Regions from separate parts of the Mus musculus genome. Here regions 1, 2 and 3 are each linked to region 4. A link is a contact called in public HiChIP or PLAC-seq and promoter capture Hi-C data. All regions are on one chromosome and are shown on one strand. Each heading gives the region's core, a stretch centred on a gene start, on an enhancer-like site or on the middle of the called end of the contact. The rest is flanking DNA. Distances are from core to core; before and after follow the strand shown.

Region 1 (2,700 bases), core at 26-2,525, 770 kb after region 4:
GCAGATGTGTGCATGTGTTTGTGTGTGTGCACATGAGTGTGCACAGTGAGCACATGACTTCTATTATCATTTAGCGGTAGACAGCAGGGATGCTGCTAAGCCTCTCTTATTGTACAGATAGCCACAAAGGATAGGAACTGTGCTCAGTATCAAACCACCCTTCCCATTCCTCTCAGTTTTCCTTTTTGAAAACACCACCACATCCCAGAAGACCTTTCCCGCTGTGCTGCACACTGAAATGTCACTGTCCTTAAAAAACAAACTCAAATGCCACGCATTCTAGGAGTCAGGTCTTGAATGATCTGCCTCCTGCTCTGCAGACGAGATACTTTCTAAGCAGCCCTGAGAGTCTGTCAAGTTGATGAATTGATAATAGTTTGCATTTGGTCCTAGTATTTGTCCGTTTTTACCGCCTGTCTCTTACATTCAGGCTGTTGGGGTGCTGCTAACTCTTGTCACTCTTGTGTCCCTAGCTGTCTTGTCACTGCGTGTATTAGAACTGCTTTGTGCCATCTGATGAGGATGGGTGCATGATAAAGCTTAGACAAATGGGAAGTGTACATTGTTCCATGATCTTTTCTTTTCTCATTAGTAGCTGTTGTGGTGTGCGTGTGTGTGTGCATGCACCCGCACGCATGCCACAGTGCACATATAGAAGTCTGGGAACAACCTTGTGGAGTTGGTTCTCTCCTTCTACCTCTACGTGGGCTCCAGGGCTCGAACTCAGGAACCTTTAAAATTACTGGCTGCTCTTCCAGAGGGCCTGGGTTCGAGTCCCAGCACCCACATGGCAGCTCACTGTCTGTAACTAATGTTCCAGGGATAGATATGCAGGCAAAACCCCAGTGTACAGAAAACCAAAAATCCAACAACGCCAGAGCCAAGATTTTTGTCACTAATTTCAATGAAAGGAATATAGAGAATCTTTGTTCAGTGAAAGCATTTGTGTTTGTTTTTGCAGCTGTTTAGTGAAAAAATAAGTGGTGCCGAAGGAACGAAGCTAGATGAAGAATTTCTGAACATGGAAAAGGTAAAGCTTTTTGAACATGTGACGGGTTAGAAATGGGCTGTCTGTGCCCGAGAGAGAACCGCCTACTATTGGGAATATGACCTGGAGTGGGAATCCAGAATGTTCAAATGCAAGCATGGGGTGCAGAGTCGGGAAGGCAGGACCCCAGTGCTTCCCAGCCCAAGCCAGGATCAGGTTGAACCACATCTAGTCTGGGCAAGTTGAGGAAGGAAACGGAATGTGACTAACTGGTTCCCCTAGTGGCCAGCTGTCAGAATGCATAACATGTGGGCCTTGGCAACAACTCCAGGGCCAAATGGTGCTCATATGTCTTAGAGAGTCAACTGTGTCTCAAGGCTTGTGTGACAAGGCTTTTCCGATTTATAACAACTGATTTATCATTTGGTAATCTAGGCTGTTGTTCCCATCTGTTTCAGCAGCTGCACAGCAAATACTTTTCTGCCATTAGAACCGACATATCAGCTGTGATACAGAGATAAGTATGTGTGCCCGGCTGGCCTCACATGGGGGCATCTAGAATCATATATGCAGATGAAATAATTTAGAAGAGTGTTCCTGGCTTGGCACTCCAATGATGGACTGCAGACTCTGTCCCCTGTCCTGTCCCCTGGTCATCTACCTGGAGAGTGGCTCTGGTGCAGTCGGAGCTGGGTCCACACTGCTCTGCTTCCTCCCCTTTGTCTTGGGCCCTTTGAGCAGAGCTTGTCCTAACGATTAGATTCCTCAGACCGGAGCTGGGGGCCTGGGTGTGGCCGGCAGTGCAGGTTGGGGGAAAGCCCGCTCTGGGTGTGGGTTGGGAGGGCATTCTCTTTAATGTAGGTAGGACCTGGCCAGCCTTCCTCCAGGAAGTGCCCGAGAGGTGTTTTTTTTTGTTTTTTGTTTTGTTTTTTTTTTGTTTTGTTTTGTTTTGTTTTTTCGAGACAGGGTTTCTCTGTGTAGCCCTGGCTGTCCTGGAACTCACTTTGTAGACCAGGCTGGCCTTGAACTCAGAAATCCGCCTGCCTCTGCCTCCCGAGTGCTGGGATTAAAGGCATGCGCCACCACGCCCGGTTTCCTAGAAGTGTTAAGACCCTAAGAAGAGAAGCTTATTTTGTGTTTGATTTTGAAAAAAGAAATTCTGTGCATTGAAAACCCTTTCAACATGTTAATATCATTGACATATCTAAAGTTGATTTTTAAATTTATTAATATATATAATGATAGGATGTATATGGCTTCTTTACCAACTAGATTATTCAATTCATATGCTATACTTAAAAACAAACATCTGGAGTTATGTTATTGGGTTTAGAGTCAAGGTCTGGGCGCTGGCAGCTCTGACAAGCTGGGTTCAGACAGTAAGTAACACCCATCCATGGCATCTGCATCAGCTCCTGTATCCTGACCTGCTTGTTCTCAACAAGCCCGTTAAAGAGGCAGGTGGCAGGGCAAACCTGGGCAGAGCAGCTTATTCAGTGTAGCCCCGTCTGCACCAAGAGAAACACACGAACATTCCATGTGAAAGGAGGCTCTGATTTCAATAGTAGGCTGAGGCGTGTATAACGAGGCAGCGCTGGTCAGGGTGTGGCTGAGGCATGGGTAATTAATCTAGGCCGTGCTGCTTCAGGTCCTGGCCCCAACTTTGCCTCTGTCTCTGCTTCATCTCTTCTGAAAGGTGGATCTTAAGTTGT
Region 2 (2,700 bases), core at 23-2,522, 790 kb after region 4:
GGCTTGAAGGAAAGAGCCTGCTTTGTCATCCTTTGCAGTCTCTGGAGAGCACAAGAATTCCTTAGCTTTGTGGCTCCTAGCTTGGCTTCATTGCAGTGAGGATGACCTGGAACCCTCTGTCGTTGTCGTCGTCGTCGTCGTCGTCGTCGTCGTCGTCGTCGTCCTCCTCCTCCTCCTCCTCCTCCTCCTCCTCTTCTTCTTCTTCTTCTTCTTTTTCTTCTTCTTCTTCTTTTCCTTTTTTTTTTTTCAAGACAGAGTTTCTCTGTGTAGTCCTAGCTGTCCTGGAACTCACTCTGTAGACCAGGCTGGCCTCAAACTCAGAAATTCGCCTGGCTCTGCCTCTCTGTCTTCCTCTTAAGCACTGGGATTCCTGTCTCTACCTCTGGTTTAGGTAACACTGAGAGTTGAACCCAGGGCTTGGTGCATTCAGGGTCAGCATTCTACCATCTGGGCTGCATTATCAACCCAAAGACAGTTTATAGTTACTTTGGGCTACCTTGGAAACCCAAGATACCACCGTGTTTCAAGGTTGCTAGTGTAACCTATCTGCTGGGTACCCCTTCCTGTACAACCTAGCATATTCATAGCTTTCACCCACAAATGAAACCAACAGGCAGCTTTCAAGTTTCGTAATGTGGCCGATGGAGGGTGTGTTTGCCTGGACAGTCTTTGGCTTTTGCAGGCCCCGAGTTTGTTGCTTTAGCTTGGCTCTGTCCTTCAAGGTATTTAGTTCAAGTTGTACCCTTGGAAGCAGACGCCATCTCTGCTGGTTCACATACAGCTCACGTCCTAGGAGGCAGAGAGAAGCTTCTGACTCCTGACCGTGACCGAGATAATCCAGTTTGAATCTGACTTGCCTTCATCTGACTTGCCCTCAGTAGGAAGAGCCGAGTCTGGTAACTTTGCTGGGCACCCCCTTATGTGCAGGCACCACGTGGAGTGCTGATGTTGCTGTCTCCCAAGCTTTTAGGGGCTCTGGAATCTGTCGCCTTCCCAAAGTCAGCTGCTAAGGGAAGGATTCCAGATGGAGTTCTAGGTTGCATGATCTTAGCTGTCAGAGAGCATAGTTGGTGTGACTCCCACTCACGTGCACGATATTTGTGAACTGCACATGCACGATCAAGTTATTCACCTGGTTGCTTTTAGCCCTCTTTGAATTTTGCAGATAGCTGGCTTAGTTAAAATGAGGCTCAAAACAGACACCTTACTATTTCTAGAGACAGAGAGGTCACGGCGATTTTCACAGAGCGTGCAGCTGTAGCATTGCAAGGGAGCAGTGCTCTATTCTTAGCAGAATCTGCCACGATCATGTCAGGCTGTGGTGCTGGACTTGTTCAAAAGTGTTGGTAAAAGCCAAAGAGGTGAAATGTAAGAAATCCTTGGGTTTTGCAGGGCCCAGGCTGTCCTTGTTTTGTTTATTGGGTTTTGGGAAATGGAGGGCCAGGGCTGTTTTCCTAGCCACAGAGCACGGTAAGGCAAGCACGATGCCAGGGCTTTCCTTAGTCATGCGTGTGCCCACTGCATTCCTGGCATGAGTGGGCTCTGTATATGTTGTAAACACACATTGAAGCTGTGTTTGTAAAACGTGGGCAGGAAGAGTTCTCAACAATACACGAACGCAAATGGATCTGTGGAAGCCAGCAGCTCCCCCGTTGGCTCCTCAGGGAGAAGCAGATGGCGGAGTGAGGAACAACCAGACCCTGCCTCGGATGGTTAGAATGCTATGTAAGAAAAGGCTGCTTGGGCGAAGCCTGCGACGGGCGGTTTTGATTTGTGTCTCTGTGGAGATCTGGAGGTTTTGAGGTTTGGACTGGGAATGGCTGGTTGGGAGGAATTACCTCAATCTTTGGGGGCTTGCTACAGAAGGTTCTAGAAATAAACTTAATCCTGATTTGCTGTGGTGGTTCTTCAGCCCCCCTGATGCAGGTTTCTCTCAGGTCCTTCTTCAAGACTGCAGCTCTTCTGGGCCTTTCTTACAAACTGCTTCCAAACAAAACCTCACAGCACTTGAGAGGAGGAGGAGGCAGTTCAAGGCCAGCCTTGGCTATATAATTGGTATGAGGAGAATGTGGGCAACATGGGACCCTGCCGTAATCCTCTCCCCATTCTCCCCCACCCCAAGTGCCACTGTAATCAGCCACTACCTTCACGAACATTCCAATTTGTGGGAAGAGGAACAATGGGGTCTCCTTGCTCATCCTTTCTGATGTATGTATTTGTGGGAAGAGGAACAATGGGGTCTCCTTGCTCATCCTTTCTGATGTATGTATTTGTGGGGAAGAGGAACAATGGGGTCTCCATGCTCATCCTTTCTGCTGTATGTGGCAGGGAAGATGCTTTGTGAATGGCAGCAGAAACGCAGGGAACATTTATTTGCCCTGGAACAGGTGTGACTTGCCTTATGTCCCCAGTTTCTCTGAGTATATATTAGCTGACTTTGTTCCTTGTTCTGGCTTAACTAGAAAGTACTCACAGGGACATTTCCCTAAGCAAGCTCTCATGCCTACCATTGGTTTCATTTACAGTTGGGAAACTCTTTCCTGCCATCTTTAGATCCATGACTTTTAGAACATTAAAAAACAAACCACTCAGGATATAATTTTATAACCGTAAGAGACAGTCACTGGACCTCCTTTCCCTCAGTCTCTTTTTCATTTTTGTCCCTGCAGTTCTTTTACACAGGAACAATTATGGGTCAGA
Region 3 (2,753 bases), core at 90-2,589, 710 kb after region 4:
CCAGCATCACCCAGGGCCACTGAAAGCTCTGACCTGCTCAGCTCCTCCCCATGACAGTGCACTGTGGGTGGCCCTCCTCCCTCTCCTTTCCCCTCCTGGCTTTACTGATGTGCCCTCCCAAACTGTTTCCACCCTTACCATTGCTTCCCAGTCTGTTTCTGTGGGAGCCGAAGAAAGACAGGGAAGATTCGCTCCATGTGTCCAAGAGCCTTCTGGCACCCGAGCCACACAATCCATCTGTCAAAGGGTGTTTAAATGGACCGTGATGCTAGATGTTGAGAAATTACTGCTAAATTATCCTCAGATGTAATCACGGTTTCTTGGTGAGGTGAAAACCAGTACTCGTAGCTTTGGGAAATTTGTTTGGAAGTTTTCCAAGGGATTTACTTTAAAATAATCCAGTGGTGGTGTGTGGAGGGGTGACAGTGCTGGGGACATCCGTGAGGTAAAGATGAACACAGTTTCAACAGTGGCTGAAGCTGGGGGTTGGGGACATGGTGGTTTATTAAATTCTTTGGTTTACTTTTGTGACATATTCATAATTTTTATAGTAGAACACTAAAGCAAAATAAAACAAAACAAAATCCCATACGAGTACCCTTCTAGTATCCTGTTCTGAGGCAAGCTTAAGTGACCCTCTTCCTAGCTCAGGTTCCAGGGCATACACCTTTCTCCAGTGGGTCAACAGCTTGGTGGGTGTGGTCTCAGCATCTCCACTCTTGTTCCACATCTGCTCCGCATTGGCATCTCTCTTCCCCATAATTTATCCCTCAAAGCCAGACTGGAGCCTTTGGCATCACTCAGATCTGTTCCATCTCAGGAGTCTCTGCTCCGAAATTGTCTTGACCTCTGGTTCTGTTGCAGCTGCTTTCCATCTGTAGCCCTGCCCCCACCCCCCATTCTTCTTGACTGTCTCAAGCTAGATTTACTAGGTTGAACAGGCTAGGAGGGGTGGGCCAGGAGCTGGGTAAGGTTGTGGGGTTTTTCCTTTACAGCATGGTCAGCCACTCCAGTGTGACCTTGGCCTCGGACAAACATGCCAGGAGCATAATAGAAGCTTTAACAGAGTTGCAGCTAGGCTGTCATGGCTCCAAGAGGAAGAATGGAAACATTTATAGGGGGAAAAGGAGGCAGGATGGATCTTCAGTCCTGGGTAGGAGTAGGGTTGAGAGCGTGAGTTAACAGAGAACTGGCCAAAAGGTCTGCACTTTCCCAGAGGGAAATGCACACAGTCCGGAAACTGAAAGGAAGTGCAGCCCCCTGCTTACTACTGAACACCTGGCTCTGCGTGAGTCAGCGCCCCGCCCACATCCTCCCCTCCCACATGTGTCCATGCTTATGTTAACGGGACCACGGGCAGAGTGCAGCCTCCAGGGGAACTGCATTCTGCTCATGTAGCATGAGGGTGGCTGTGGAGAATCCAGAGACCGGTACCTATTGTCCTAGGTCATATAGCTTGCAAGCGTTTGGGTAGATTGAGGGTTTGAACTCTGCCCTCTGGCTTTGGGTCTTACATGTTGCTCTGCCCACCCCTGAATGGTCCTCCTCTCCTCTCTGTCCTCTTTTGACATGGGAGGAAGTGGAGTGGATGAGCACAAGAAGCATTTTTGGCATCTCTTGACAAATGAGGTGCTGTGGGTGTGGGGGCAGCTGGTGTCTCGGGGGAAGCTTGGTGACCTGGGGGGGGTGGTGGAGGCTGTGGGTGCTGGTACTGCAAGCTTTCCTCCTCCACTTTGGACATTAACAGGGCTTCCCAGTCAGCAGGAAAGTTCCGTTCAACTTGGTTTTCATTTAGCTCCGTTCTGTTGAGAGACTGGGCTCCTTTCCTAGAGACCTCTGCATCCTGCTTTTCAAAGCAGAATACTTAGGGCTTTTTAGTTTCTCTTTTCTTTCCTGCCTGCTCAGATCCCACAAAGGGCAGCCCTTCTCTCACAAACCTCATGCATCTATTTTGGTTTTAAAGGGTGTGTGTGTGTGTACATGTGTGTGTGCTTGCCTATGGAAGCCAGAGGTCAACTTGGGGTGTCACTTTTCAGGAGTCGTCTTCCTTGTTTTTTTGAGTCAGGGTCTCTCATTGGGACCTGGGGCTCACTCTAGATCCTTACCGGTCCACCTGTGTCTGCCTTGCTGGCACCGGAATTGTGTACACCTGGCTGTTTAAATGTGAGCTTTGGGGAAAACAAGGCAAACACTTTACTGACTGGGCCATCACCCCAGCCTCTGCTTGCATTATACAACCAACAACCCAGTATCACCCGCCTTCTCTGTCCCCTGAGGAACTTGTTCAGTCTAGGCCTCCAATGAAGCCATGGGCATTTGTGTCTTTATCTCATGTGACCGTCTCCTTGAGACATGGTGTAGTTTCTACCCCTCCACTCTGTCAGGGACACTTTGGTCTGTCCACTGTCTGCCCCCTCTGTGTCTACCCTTTTCAAATCATGGCCACTTGGAGTTGGCTCCCAGACCTTGTCCGTCTGCACTACTAATATTCTGGGATGTTGCATTTGTCATGGAGATCTCTGTGATCTATCATGGTGGTGCCTGTCATCTGTCATGGGGTTTCCTGTCATGTGTCACAATCCCCAAAGCTACAATTCTATTTTCCAGAATGTCTTTCTTGTTTTTGACAGTCTTTCCCTTACTTCAAATTAGATGATCAGTGTCTCATTGTGTGTGTGTGTGTGTGTGTGTGTGTGTGTGTGTGTGTGTGTGTGTGTGATTTACACGGCCATCACAGCTGTTATTGCTCAGGT
Region 4 (2,700 bases), core at 64-2,563:
CACTTTGCATATCAGTTGACTGACTTTTAAGGGTTTGTTGCTGTTTGCAGCTGCTTGAGCATGTGAGGCCTAGCACTGACCATGCAGGGTAAGGAACAGGGTCACCCGATCATTAGTAATAAAAATCCAGTGGGACTCGCACTCGGTGAACCTGCCTGGTTGAGTGACCCTTCTGAAGAAGTGCATTCGCTTGCGCCTTGTGCTCTGGATTGTGTGGTGATTTCCCTGAGACCCCAGACCCATTTCTAACACGAGAGTACCTTCCTCCCTGAAATGGAACATGTCTTGCACTCCCACTCCTGACCCTTGAATTGTCAGGGCTACAATTGTGCTCCCGGTTGGAACAATCTATTGGCTCCTGTTCACTACTCCGTTCCGTGACTAACAGGTCCACAGGCCTTTAATTAATGTGCTATTGAATTTATGAACAAATAAATGAATGAGTCAAAGGTAAGATTCAAACCAAGTAGGGCTGAATCATAGGGCAATGTGGGGGTTGGGGAAAGATGGAGAAATTAATTTGCAGGAGGAGCCAGTTTCTCAGTCTACATCCAGGGCCGGCTTCCTGGAGTGGACCACACTCAAACTCCAGTTCCCCAATTCAGACCCGTCCCCTACGGAATTGGTTTTGGGGGTTTTGTTTTGGTTTCTCTTTGAGCCAGCGAATAAAAGGCTGCAAACATCATCGCAGCTGTTCCATAAGGACCCCGCCTGTCTGGTCCCTCCCCCACCAGCCTTGGGTCCCCCGCCCCTTCGTAGCTAAAGGCGAAGTGGCCCTGCTGCGGGAACCCCGGGAAGCGCGCAGGGCGGGTCTGGGTCGGCAGGGCCGCAGCCTCGCGGGCGCTGTCCATGGTGCCTGCGCGCCAGCCGCACCCGGCCGGCGCTCGCTAGCTCACCGCTTGTAGTCCGAGGAGAAGATACCGCCGCTCGCCGGGTCGTGGCCATATTCTGGCTCCCCGGGACCGGCTGAGCCGCCCTTGTCTTCGCTGTAGGCCGGAGCGGCCGACATGGATCTGCGCTGAGGGGTGGCTGAGCGGCCGGGTTGGGCTTTGGTCGAGGAATGGGATGCACGCCTAGCTCTGCGGAGCTGCAATCTGCGCGGCGGAGGCAGCGCGCAGATTCAGCAATCAGGGCTGAGCGCTAAGGTTCTTAAAGGGACCGGCACCACCCGCGGAGTGCAGGGTTGGGGTGAGCTGACAGGGGACGGAGGAACAGCGCCTGCCCTGTCCCAATCTCTCAGAACTCTCTGGCAACTGCAAGCATCTAAAGGTCTCTCACAGTGAGCAAGGCTGCAGGGCTGATGACTGTATAGTCTTTGGAGGGATGCGGACCTCCTGCCTCCGCCCTCCCGATCACCTGACCTCCACGGACCCGCCCACCCATGCAGTGAGAGAGGGGGACGTGAGGGACACTGAAAGAAGGCCATACTCGCAGGCCTGGGTTGGAACATCTACCTTGGAGATTTAGGGGTGGGTACCTTTCCATCCTTTTTCACACAGTCTAAATCCCTCTGAGGATAACCTGCTTACTCACTGGGAATCATAGCAACTTCCTGGAAGAAGTGGAATTTAAGAGGAGGCTGACCCAGGAAGCAAGTGCTAAGGGCATTCTGGGAGCAAATCAGTTCTAGGTGGAGTAAAGAGAACCTCCAACATCCTAATTACGTTTGGGAAAATACTTTAATGATCCCTTCTGAAACCTCTTTTGGCCCATTCAGGAGGACCCAAGGTCACATTAATCACTGGTTAGGTTCCTGTCCATTGACATCTAGAAGGGAAAGAAGACGAACAGATTGAGTTAGGGTCTGGTGTAATTGCCAGGTCTCCAGGACTTTGTGATTTATCAAGCTTAGCTCCTAAGACCCAAGGAAGGAAGGAAGGGAGGAAGGAAGGAAGGAAGGAAGGAAGGAAGGAAGGAAGGAAGGAAGGAAAGCAAGAAGAAGGATTGTAGCTAGTTCTGGATTAGAGAGAACACCCTGGACTAGGCTGATGGTGAATTGTTTATCTTTGGTCTAGATTTTGGACATGAGGTTGAGTGATTGGGAACTCCTGGCCAGGCTCATAGAATGGAAGTATTCCCAAGGACCGAGATTTGTAGACTAGGGTCCCAATTCTCTAAGATCAGAATTGGTGGACTGTTTGGAAAAGGATGGAACTGAGAAAGGCGGACTTTGGATCAATAGAAAGTTCTACTGCAAAAAGAAGGATGGAGTTGGAGCAGCCCCTGGGTTGGAGATCGGTCATGTTCAGTAAATATATCTGCTCAGGATCTAAGAACAGTAGCCTGAGGTCTACCTGGCGCTAAAGGGTTTCAAAGTGTGTAACTTCAAAAATAGGTACACCTATTCTGGGGACTTTAGATTGCCAGAGTAAAGAGTTTAAGATGAAAGGAACCTGGTCTGGGTGTAGTGGAGAGGGGAATCATCTGAATTATGCTGGAGCAAGTTGGTTAGGTGCCTTTGTTAGCAGACTGGGGCTGGCATGGGATGTGGGCAGGTAGAAGAGAGGCACTTACTGAGTCCATGCCCAACAGGTTCAGTGCAAAGTGCACACAGTTGCTGCTAGTGGGATGGTAGGGAGGAGGATCGTTGTCCATAGCTTCTCGCACGCGGCTCTCCAGCACCCTAGGGTCAACGCCACCGCGCCTGCGTAGCACACGCCAGAGCTGTCGGGAGCGCTGCAGAGCTCTGTGCCCCTGTTT

Evidence for each region. Promoter capture Hi-C pulls out the DNA fragments that hold promoters and counts their contacts. HiChIP or PLAC-seq counts read pairs in DNA pulled down with a chosen protein or histone mark.
Region 1: an H3K27ac HiChIP or PLAC-seq map of embryonic stem cells shows a contact between it and region 4, with 2.1 times the contacts expected there. The contact joins the enhancer-like site here to the promoter of Ap3b2 in region 4. A contact is called at or near these places in 5 of 39 promoter capture datasets (the 3T3-L1 cell line, the C10 cell line, embryonic stem cells and 2 more), 3 of 115 datasets of contacts at active chromatin or transcription factors (embryonic forebrain and embryonic stem cells) and 1 of 9 other capture datasets (liver).
Region 2: a contact with region 4 is called in a promoter capture Hi-C map of hippocampal neurons, with 2.3 times the contacts expected there. The contact joins the enhancer-like site here to the promoter of Ap3b2 in region 4. A contact is called at or near these places in 8 of 39 promoter capture datasets (3T3-L1-derived adipocytes, the C10 cell line, the HPC-7 cell line and 5 more) and 1 of 9 other capture datasets (liver).
Region 3: a contact with region 4 is called in a promoter capture Hi-C map of pre-B cells, with 2.2 times the contacts expected there. The contact joins the enhancer-like site here to the promoter of Ap3b2 in region 4. A contact is called at or near these places in 3 of 39 promoter capture datasets (the HPC-7 cell line, HPC-7-derived erythroid cells and pre-B cells) and 1 of 115 datasets of contacts at active chromatin or transcription factors (large pre-B cells).

What each region holds. Positions count from the first base shown.
Region 1 is chr7:82,259,171-82,261,870 of GRCm38.p6, forward strand. Sh3gl3 (SH3-domain GRB2-like 3) reads left to right here. Exons shown (of 9, transcript NM_017400.7): 2 at 962-1,030. Among named protein-coding and RNA genes, the nearest start is that of Gm32903, 4.6 kb to the left of the region's middle. Within about 2 kb of position 1,276, at least 4 of the 459 cell types and tissues checked have an H3K27ac peak or open chromatin away from gene starts, as enhancers often do. A contact at or near this core is called in embryonic stem cells, where this site is marked.
Region 2 is chr7:82,281,074-82,283,773 of GRCm38.p6, forward strand. The region is part of intron 6 of Sh3gl3 (SH3-domain GRB2-like 3); the gene reads left to right. Among named protein-coding and RNA genes, the nearest start is that of Gm51492, 15 kb to the right of the region's middle. Within about 2 kb of position 1,273, at least 19 of the 459 cell types and tissues checked have an H3K27ac peak or open chromatin away from gene starts, as enhancers often do. A contact at or near this core is called in hippocampal neurons, where this site is marked.
Region 3 is chr7:82,203,307-82,206,059 of GRCm38.p6, forward strand. All of the region lies in intron 1 of Sh3gl3 (SH3-domain GRB2-like 3), which reads left to right. Among named protein-coding and RNA genes, the nearest start is that of Sh3gl3, 30 kb to the left of the region's middle. Within about 2 kb of position 1,340, at least 64 of the 459 cell types and tissues checked have an H3K27ac peak or open chromatin away from gene starts, as enhancers often do.
Region 4 is chr7:81,492,612-81,495,311 of GRCm38.p6, forward strand. It overlaps Ap3b2 (adaptor-related protein complex 3, beta 2 subunit), which reads right to left and starts at 1,314. Exons shown (of 26, transcript NM_021492.3): 1 at 897-1,314. The coding sequence starts at 1,009. BC048679 (cDNA sequence BC048679) reads right to left here. Exons shown (of 6, transcript NM_001193274.1): 5 at 2,515-2,700; 6 at 1,663-1,767. The coding sequence ends at 1,735.